2 separate regions of the Triticum aestivum genome follow, and region 2 is linked to region 1. A link is a contact called in public Hi-C data. All regions are on one chromosome and are shown on one strand. The core of a region is the stretch at or near the end of the contact, and the rest is flanking DNA. Distances in the headings are between cores, read along the strand shown. Region 1 holds the start of LOC123063099 (CBS domain-containing protein CBSX6). Region 2 has its middle 6.5 kb from the start of LOC123059028.

The links. A called contact is a pair of places that touch in the nucleus more often than the background predicts.
Region 2: a contact with region 1 is called in a Hi-C map of leaf, with 3 times the contacts expected there. The contact joins the enhancer-like site here to the promoter of LOC123063099 in region 1. A contact is called at or near these places in 2 of 5 Hi-C or Micro-C datasets (both in leaf).

Annotation. Positions count from the first base shown.
Region 1 is chr3A:670,725,218-670,729,879 of IWGSC CS RefSeq v2.1, forward strand. It overlaps LOC123063099 (CBS domain-containing protein CBSX6), which reads right to left and starts at 2,399. Exons shown (of 2, transcript XM_044486837.1): 1 at 1,832-2,399; 2 at 1-259. The coding sequence starts at 2,154.
Region 2 is chr3A:670,768,102-670,772,763 of IWGSC CS RefSeq v2.1, forward strand. No RefSeq gene overlaps it. Among protein-coding and RNA genes, the nearest start is that of LOC123059028, 6.5 kb to the right of the region's middle. Within about 2 kb of position 2,765, at least 1 of the 8 cell types and tissues checked has an H3K27ac peak or open chromatin away from gene starts, as enhancers often do. A contact at or near this core is called in leaf, where this site is marked.

The DNA of each region.
Region 1 (4,662 bases), core at 1,149-3,648:
GAGGGCGCCGAGGCACCCGATCAGGAACCGGAGGATGTCTTCCCTTGACAGGCAGCAAAACCTCTCCGTGCAACTGATAAATGGGGACAACTGCATGCTGCTGCTGCCAGCTGAGCTTGGGGATCCCGATTCCGAGTTCTTCATCCATTTCCCGTTGTAAAGCATCGAAAACCGCTTGGTGATGCCTGTCCAGGAGCCGTTCTTGCGGACAAGGAAGCGCTTCACTCCATGCCTCATCAACTCCAGCGCATCGATCAACCTTGCAAGACAATCAAACTTGGCTGAATAACAAAATACATATGTCAAACATCACATCTTTTAATATGAATTTGCTTGAAAGGCAAAGGACTAAAAAAGCAGAGCAGTATGATTGGCAGACACATCATCCAGCTCAGACTCTTATGTCCTATTGAACTTTTTATTTGCGGGCAACTATTATGTCATCCCTAAGAATGTGACATTGGCTCACTACTTGGTGCTGCCAAATCATTTTGAGACATGATTGGGCTGCCTCGCATGTGTCATGTATTGCTCAGTTTATTTAAACTATTGTCTTGACTCATGAATCCCTTAGCAGCCAGCACGGCTTCCACATGGATTGCTGCCTTCCTGATTGCGATGTTACATTGCCAAATGGAACCATGTTCCCACTTTGTTCCTCTTATGACAACACAATCAGAAGGACAAACTCTGCACCATGTGAAAGCCATCTGGCTTGTTTAAGCTTCGGAATGGACTGGAGACACTTCACGATACTGGATGATAGCGTAAAATACAAGCTAGATTGTAGAATGATCAGTCTACTCTAGGAATTGAGAAAAAACAAGAATATCCACAGATACTGATAGGTGAACACCTAGCAAATCTATGCTGTTGGTAACAGTCATGAGTTACAGTTTTTCAGTCTCGAGGAGCTATGTGATAGTCTTTTAAGTTGTTGTCAACAAATGGTCCCTAAAGGGGCAACTAAAATGATGGTTTAATGAAGAAAGCATGACCAGTTGTGGCATTTCTTTGGATCCTGAAGAAAAAAAACTGTGCACACAGGGATAGAGCAACTTAAACTTGAGCAGTGGATTTGCGACTAAGGCACATGACCTAGCAAAACAATATCCAGATTGCCACATTATTTCTGTCCGGAAGTTCGATCCAACTATATTTCATGAACAGGAGCGAAATTCAGTGACTCTTTAATGAAATTCAGCGACTCATAAGCATCAATCTTAAGCTCACACAAACCAGGTATGGATTAGGATCTGTTTTGAAGGCACTTAATCAAACTTTCCAGTTTTACCCAAGCATGACGGGCTCCAACGATCACGCCTTACCAACTATCCTTTTGTCTGAAAGAGATTGTGTTAAATACAACCGCTATCCCAGTTTTAGTATCCAGTAAGCACAACTTCAGGCAGCTTCACTGAGCAGTAAGCACTTCCTGATTTACACCCACAGCAGCAGTCAGCACAGAAGAGTAATTTAACCACAAAGGCACAAACCCCCAGTGATCTCTTACAGATGCAGAAAGACCCAAAAACAATTTTGTACTACCCGCATACAAGACAAAGATCACCAACCAGACCGCATTAAACAACAGAGGCTTGCGCATCAGCATTCGGCTGTAGTGAAGCACCCCGAGGGAGCAGGCAGGGGCAGATCCGAGCTGAGCCTGAGTCAATAGAGCCACAGTGCGTAGACTGAATCGCCACTGCCTACGACTATGAAACCGCAGACGAGTGATGCCTGAAGACTTGGAGATTGGGTGGGACTCCTGATGGGACGGGCGGGGGCACGACGGCGGCGAGAAGGGACGGGTCGAGGACCAAGAACTGACCTGGTGCCGGGATCGACCTCCCGGAGCAGGTCCTGGTTGGGCTGCACGGCCTCGCCGACGGCGGCGCGCATGGCGCGGTCGCCGGCGCCGGCGGCGGCGAGGAAGGCGGCGATGTCGACGGCGGAGATCATGCCGAGGAAGCGGGCGCCGGAGGGCGGGTCGTCGGGGGCGGCCCGCGCGCGCCAGACGGGCACGGCGCCCTCGGGGCTGCCGGCGATGGCCCGCGCCGCGTCGTCGAGCGTGTCGGCGTCGCTGAGCTCGGCTATCTCGGGCTTGCCGACGGTGAGGTCGCCGACGACGTGGTGGTAGAAGACGGCGGCCATGGGCTGGCGGCGGGGGGGCGCGGGGTTATAAGAGCGAGTGGAGGAGGAGCAGGTGGAGGAAGAGCCTGGAGAGGCCGACGGCGGGGGAGGAGGAGGGGGAGGCGGCGGAGGGGTCACCGGCGGCGCGGGTGCGGGGGTCGCCGGCCATGTCGGAGGGAGGGAAAGCCCATTAAGAGCACGGGGAGCAGATGGAAAATTGAGGCCGGCTGTGGGTGACGCGAGGGAGGGGGATATGCGACGCGATGCGGTGGGAGGAGACCGGCTGGCTGGCTGGGGTTAAATCAGCTCCGTGGCCGTGCTTTGAGATTCGGGGTGGTCGGCCGATGGATCACTATTGTGATTTAAGCATGCATTTATTGTGTGCCATGTATAATCTGTGAATCTGGCAGAATGATCGATCAACCACGTGGCGTTCATAGTGAGTTGACAACATCTAAACAGAAGGACGGACCAGTTGTACGGTTACGAGGACAGTGGTATCCCAGCCCGCCATGATTCAAGTCGTAAAGTTGACAGCGGTGCTCGCATTTTCTTGAATTTATTTCAGGCTTTTCGTTGGTGTGCGTTCAGTGGAAGGAGACGTTCTCATTCGACTATGAAGATGTTTTTGGCAACTTCATCAATCTTAAGATGATGTGCCGGCTTAATCTCTCAGATGTATTCATAAGGGCAGGATGTTCTTGCGCGAATTCATATAAGTGAATATATTGTGCGTATGTATGAGCATTTGTGTGTATGCCATGTTTATAAAACAATCTAAATGGAAGGATTGAAGGCTTGCGAGGGTGGGTGTTGGTGCGTATACAAGTGTTTACCTTTGTGCCTTGTCTTTTCCAAAGGAAAAAAGAAGATATAATCAATGAACGACTATCTGGGTAACCCTCCACCTTTGAGTACTGTTCTTTGCCAACGATTCAAACTTACTAGTAACTTATTGTTTGTTTGTTTCTTTTTCGCGGGTGAGCTAGTAACTTACTGGATAAAGTACTTCAAATTGAATAACTGAAAATTACATGACATCAAAGATACATAACAACAAAGCTAAAGTCACATGAAGTTTCTTTCGGAAGCCGACATCTCTAGCTACACAAAAGACTAAACATGAACATGCTCGACTAATCTCGAATGTTTCGAGGAGTCATGTCGTGTCTCGCCTCGCGTGATATGAATAGTCCACACCAGTATGTGAGAACTTGAGGTGACTGACACATTTGTTGTTGAAGATGCAACTATTGCAAGGCGGCCACTTATTCGTGATCATATTGTAGTAGGAGAAGACAGAGAGCACCTACTGAGATATCAAAAATGAAAGAACCCCTCGCTAATGCACACACGACACCACACATGACACTAGCATTAGTGCCACCACCGCCCAGATAAACCCAATCAACGGGCAGATTTTTGATTGGCCTGCTGTGCCTAGTGGCTAGCCTGATTGTTGATGTGATGGTCGATTAGGGCTGGATCAAAAGCACATAGTTTGTGAGATTAATAAGCGCTCGATAGCTTAGCTCGTTAAGATCGTAAGTCGCTCCTTAGCGAAGAGGCCAATCGTTGATCTCAGTCTGTTAAATTTAATGAGCTAACAAGCTCGTTCGTACATCATGACACATATTCTCATCTTATTCGCTTTCTTCTATAATGTAGTGCATATAGGTATTTTAAAATTCAAACCTCACAAACTTTGATCAAATCTCCGAAGAACAATATTTACGTCTAGAATGTCAAACATATAGAACGGAGGAAGTAGATGATAATTTTTTCATTGTGCCTCAACCCGTATATCAATCTAATCAACTCATCTCAACTCATAGGAGGCAACAAACTACTGCACCTTCTCTTGTAGTCACAATCTTCCTTTGCAAAATTTACACCGACACGCTCATTCTATATGCTATAACACATCGTAGTCTGTTAAGAGCATCTCCAACAGCCGCGCCAAAAGACGCGCGGGCGGTAAACTGGCTTTTTAGCGCGCGCTGGACGTTTTCGTGCGCTCCAGCGATGACGGAAAACGATTGCACGCGTGGGAGAAAAGGCGACAGCTCGCGCGCTAGATTTGGCGCACCGCGTCCGGCGCGCCTATAAAATTGCAGCGCCCTCTGCCGCTCTCTCATCGCTCCTTCTACCGCTTTCTCTCCTCGCCACCGACACGACACCATCGTGCCATCATGCCGCCTCGCCGCCGGGGAGCTTCGGGCTACCGCGGCGTCCGCATGCGTCCGTCCGGTGCCTACTCCGCCGAGATTCGGGCGGGCGGCGGCATGCGCCTCCGCCTCGGAACCTTCGACACCGTCCAGGAGGGCACCCACGCGTACGACGCTGCGGCGTGGTGCCTCCGGCGGTCCCGTCAGGACATGAACTTCGCCGACGTGGCGACGCGGGAGCGGGCACAAGAGTTGGCGCCTTTCCCGCGGCTTCTCACTGACGAGGATCGTCGCAAGAACCGGAGGCGGGAGTGCTGTCTCAGCCTGGCCGAGATGGACAAGGAAGCCGTGGCGTTGTGGA
Region 2 (4,662 bases), core at 1,515-4,014, 43 kb after region 1:
AGAAAGAACAAGAAAGAAACGAGAGATCAATTAAGATACTCTCAAATTGTCGGTTCACTCATGTACTTAGCTAGCGCTACAAAACCAGATATCTCTTTTGCTGTGAGCAAACTGAGTAGGTTCATGTCCAACCCGGGTGATGATCATTGGCATGCACTAGAAAGGGTCTTGCGCTATCTGAGAGGTACTATGAGTTACGGAATTACTTATTCAGGGCATCCTGCTGTGCTAGAAGGATATAGTGATTCAAATTGGATCTCCGATGTTGATGTACTTTACGCAACAAGTGGGTATGTATTTACTCATGGTGGTGGCGCAGTATCATGGAGGTCTTGTAAGCAAACCATATTGACGAGGTCAACTATGGAAGCAGAATTAACTGCTTTGGACACAGCTACTGTTGAAGCAGAATGGCTGCGTGAGCTCTTGATGGACTTGCCGGTTGTTGAAAAACCTGTACCGGCTATTCTTATGAATTGTGATAACCAAATGGTTATCGCTAAAGTGAACAATTCTAAAGATAATGCAAAGTCATCAAGACACGTGAAAAGACGTCTGAAGTCTGTCAGGAAGTTGAGAAACTCCGGAGTAATAACTGTTACGTATATACAAACAGACAGAACTTTACAAAGGGACTATCACGAAATGTGATAGATATTGCATCGAGGGAGATGGGTATGAGACCCATAGATGTTACACCATAGTAGTAACCCAACCTTTGTGATCGGAGATCCCGTGAATTAGGATCTGGGAAGAACAAGCTATTGGTTAACTGAGGAGAGTAATAACTTATGATCGTCTCCAAGTGAAGATGCAAAATTCTCAGAGCTGTAAGGCTCAGATCTGTAAGGCAGGTCGGCAACATGCCTTAATGTGGTTCTATTGGCTATAATTAGCAAAGATGCTGTCCTACAGAGCAGTCTTGAAAGAACACACCTATATGAGTTCTGACTGTAAACGTCGCAGTCTATGAGATTTGGGTGATCTCTAGTAAACTCACGAAGAGACCAGGGAGTATGACGTATAAGCTCCAAACCGCGGGGTAGCCTACTGGCGGTCAGGTACTGGTTAAGATTTTGAGTGAAACCTGTTCACACAAAACTAGCAATTCAAGGCATAGTCCATTGTCAAGTTGTGAATGGATGTAGCTTAAAGTTCTAGGCAGAAGTTCAACTTAACAGTCTCTGCTGAAACACTGGTATATTAAACAAGTGGTGAGAGAAGGCAAATCTCTAAATGAGTATTTGAGATCTGGTGGGGATTGTTAGAATTAATGGGCTAGGCCCATAGCAATTTCTGAAATCTCAAAGCCCATGTGTAAAATGGCAAGTGGTGGTGCTAAGTTTAGTCCCACCTTGAAAGTTGAAGAAGAGTTGGACCTCTTATATAGTGGGTTCTCTCCACCACTCTAAGTGGTGTGTGAGAAGAGAAAGGGAAAACCACACGCGCGCGCTCGCTCGCCTGGCCCGGCCGGGCCGGGCCGGGCCGGGGGCGAGGCGGCGCGTACATGCGACATGCGCGTGAATGGTCCGCCGAAATCCGGTCCGTCTCCTTGCAGGAGCGCAACTTCCTTTTGCCGTTTTATTTTTTATGTCTTGGCAGACAAGTTTTTGATTTCTTGTCCGTTAAGTATACGAATTAGAAACCGAGTCGGTTTGGGATTGTGGTCGCGACACAATACCGCCTCTGGTCCTAATATATATACAGCTACCGGCTGCGGCCAGAGACACACCGGAAAAACACCTAGGGTTTTGCCTCATCTCACAACTTGTGCCGCCATCGTAGTCTACTCCATCCCAAATGCCGGCGTGCATCGGCGCGTGGGAGAGCAGGTCTCCGGAACCGTTCGTCTTTGCGATCCTGCACCGGAAGAGGACGAATTAGGTTTTTGGGAAGCGCTGTGCGGGACTGATCAAATTCGTCATCACGGGTCGTCTTCCGTCCAAGTCGGGCGGTGCTACTCATCGTCGTATTCATCGCCGTCAGCAGCAGATCGTCGCCAACATCGTCATCAACACTGTCGCACCCATAATAGCTAACGATCAGTACGTCCAACATCCTTTGTTCATGTCTGTTTCTACAGCTATTGTTACGTGCTTGCTGCTGTTATGCAAGTCTTGCTGTTCTTCTAGTTTGCTAGATTATTGCATGAATTATTTACTGGAATTAATCATGAACTTGCCTAATATTCCAACAAGTACGTTAACGAGCGCTCACAAGTTTTAAACGAACATAGCCAAACAAGATTTTTATTTCTCATTAAGCTTAACGAGCTAAGCCTTAATTGAGCCAAGTAGCTCGTTAATCTCGATGGATGTCCTAACCAAACCACACAGCTGATAGTACCACTCAAGGTTGTCAAAATCGTGATTTTGAATCGGATCGAAGCTTCGATGGTAGAATCACAAATCGTAGAATCTTCATTATCAGAATTGTAGAAACGTAGATTTTATAAAGTAAAATCGTAGAATCATAGAAATCAGTTTGGATCGTAGAATTGTATAATAGAATCGTGATTCTGACAACCTTGATACCACCAACCTGCTACCACCACGCGCGCGCGCAGTTCTGGAGTCAAAATCTAACGCAGCCGTCGCGTTGCTTCGCGGGAGGCTTTGCGCGTCTGGTCGCCATCCAAAACTGCTGCATGAGTGCATGATTCCGAGATCGGATCTCCACCCATCCATCCAGGATCCAGCAGATGCATGATGTGTCCCTTGTAGGAGTAGTCGTAGCCTTGTGCTCGCATCCCAATCAACGCATCGGCCGGTCCGTTTCGTACGGCAAGTGCGCGTCTCGTCTCGCCTCGTACTCCCGTGGTGGTTATCCGGCGACGCATCGCCGTCTCGCCCTCTCGTCTCGTTTGCTGCTGCCCTGGTCCAGATGCAAACTCCTGATTCGCATTCTTCTCTCCACTGTCAGCGAGTCCATGTTCGTGTGCGTGTGCGTGTGCGTGTGCACGGCACGGCAGGCAAGCGGCGATCGGGGAACCGGGGAAGGAAAGTGAAGGGCATCGTGTATACAGTACTGCGTAGAGGGAAGCTGACTCGGGGAGGTCCGAAAGGGCGCTTTTGTGCTTGGCATCTGCTTAGGGTGCTGACCTGGCCGGGGGGCAATCTGAACTCCTGATGGGCACAATCACTCCCACCCAACGACCAAGCGTACGTACGTACGTACTGGCCAGTGGCCATCATGAATTGATGATCGTTGATGGGAAGGCCGAGTCGGAGACAGAGATGGATGCATGTGCCGTGCGGGGAAGAAGAGTGGTACGGTACCATGTACTCATACGTCCTAGTACTACCTGGGAGGGACGAGCGAAGACGGACGTGCGTGCTTTCTTCCTGATCCTGATAGTTGCCTTGTATGGCCGGCCGCCGGTGCGAAGATGAGACGCCGGTGAATGTAAGATCATGAGCCATGTGTACTCCATTTCGAAAAAAAAACCGAGCCATGTGTACGTGAATGAATCCTTAAACTCACCATGATCGTTATACTCTACCTCAGAATATCTGGCTACTCAGAGCATCTAAAGCCGGGCACCCTAAACATGCCTCTAACGCCCCGGACGGGTTGATCGGTCACAAAAATTAACACATCCGAACGCCTCAAAGAAGACTCAAACACCCAGACTAACCGGCATCCTCATATCCAGCCTAAATATGGGCGGATATGAGGCGGTCCAGGCGCGCCCGCCACGTCGGCTTGGCCCAGCCTGGGCCATGCCTGCTCCACAAATATCGTCGTCCGGAAAATCCTAGACCGTAGTCAATCCGAACTTCACTTCACTCCCCTCTCCTTCCACTCCACTTCCGATCCCCTCCAAACGCATCCATGGCCGTGACCGAAGCAGCGCTACCCTCGGTGGGGACTCCGGCTCCGACAACGACTGGTCTAGCTTGCTGCACGAAGTGGAGAGCGACGATGTGGAGTAGGTCACCCTCCGCATCGCATTGAGGCATTCGGTCATCGATCAAGGCGGATCCGGCAGGGGCGGATCCACTTCGTCAGGGCCAGGCGCCCATCGACGCAACGCCCGCGACGACGCTGGCCCGTCCCGCCTGGCGCAGCTCCGCTCCTCCAGGTACGCCGCCCATCACCAGTACCCTCTGCTCCGGAGGTGGTGCCCGGCCACCGCTGGGTCCTCATGCCTATGCCGGGGCCAGCGTGCACTCGGACGTCTGAGTCGGAGGCATAACTTGATCAAAGTTTGCAAAGTTTGAATTTTTAAATAATCTATGCACACGACATTATAGAACGGATGAAGTACATAATAATATTTTCATTGTACCTCGATCCATATAGTCAATCTAATCGACTCATCCCAACACATAGGAGGCAACAAACCAAACTAGTACCTCCTCACATGCTCACCATCTTTCTTTGTAAAATTTACACCCACACTCTCTCTCCGTTTCAAAAAAAAAAACACCCACAATCTGGCTCCATATGCTATAACATATCGTAGTCTATTAACAAGCGCTCATGAGCTTTAGATGGAAATAGCCAAACACGATTTTTTTCTCATTAAGCTTAACGAGCTGAGCCTTAATGGAGCCAAGCAGGTGGTTGATCTCGATGGCCCGCTGAGCCGATCAACTGTTTGGTTCCATTCGATGGCGCGCAGTTGTAGAATCAATCTAATGCACCCAAAAAAATCTA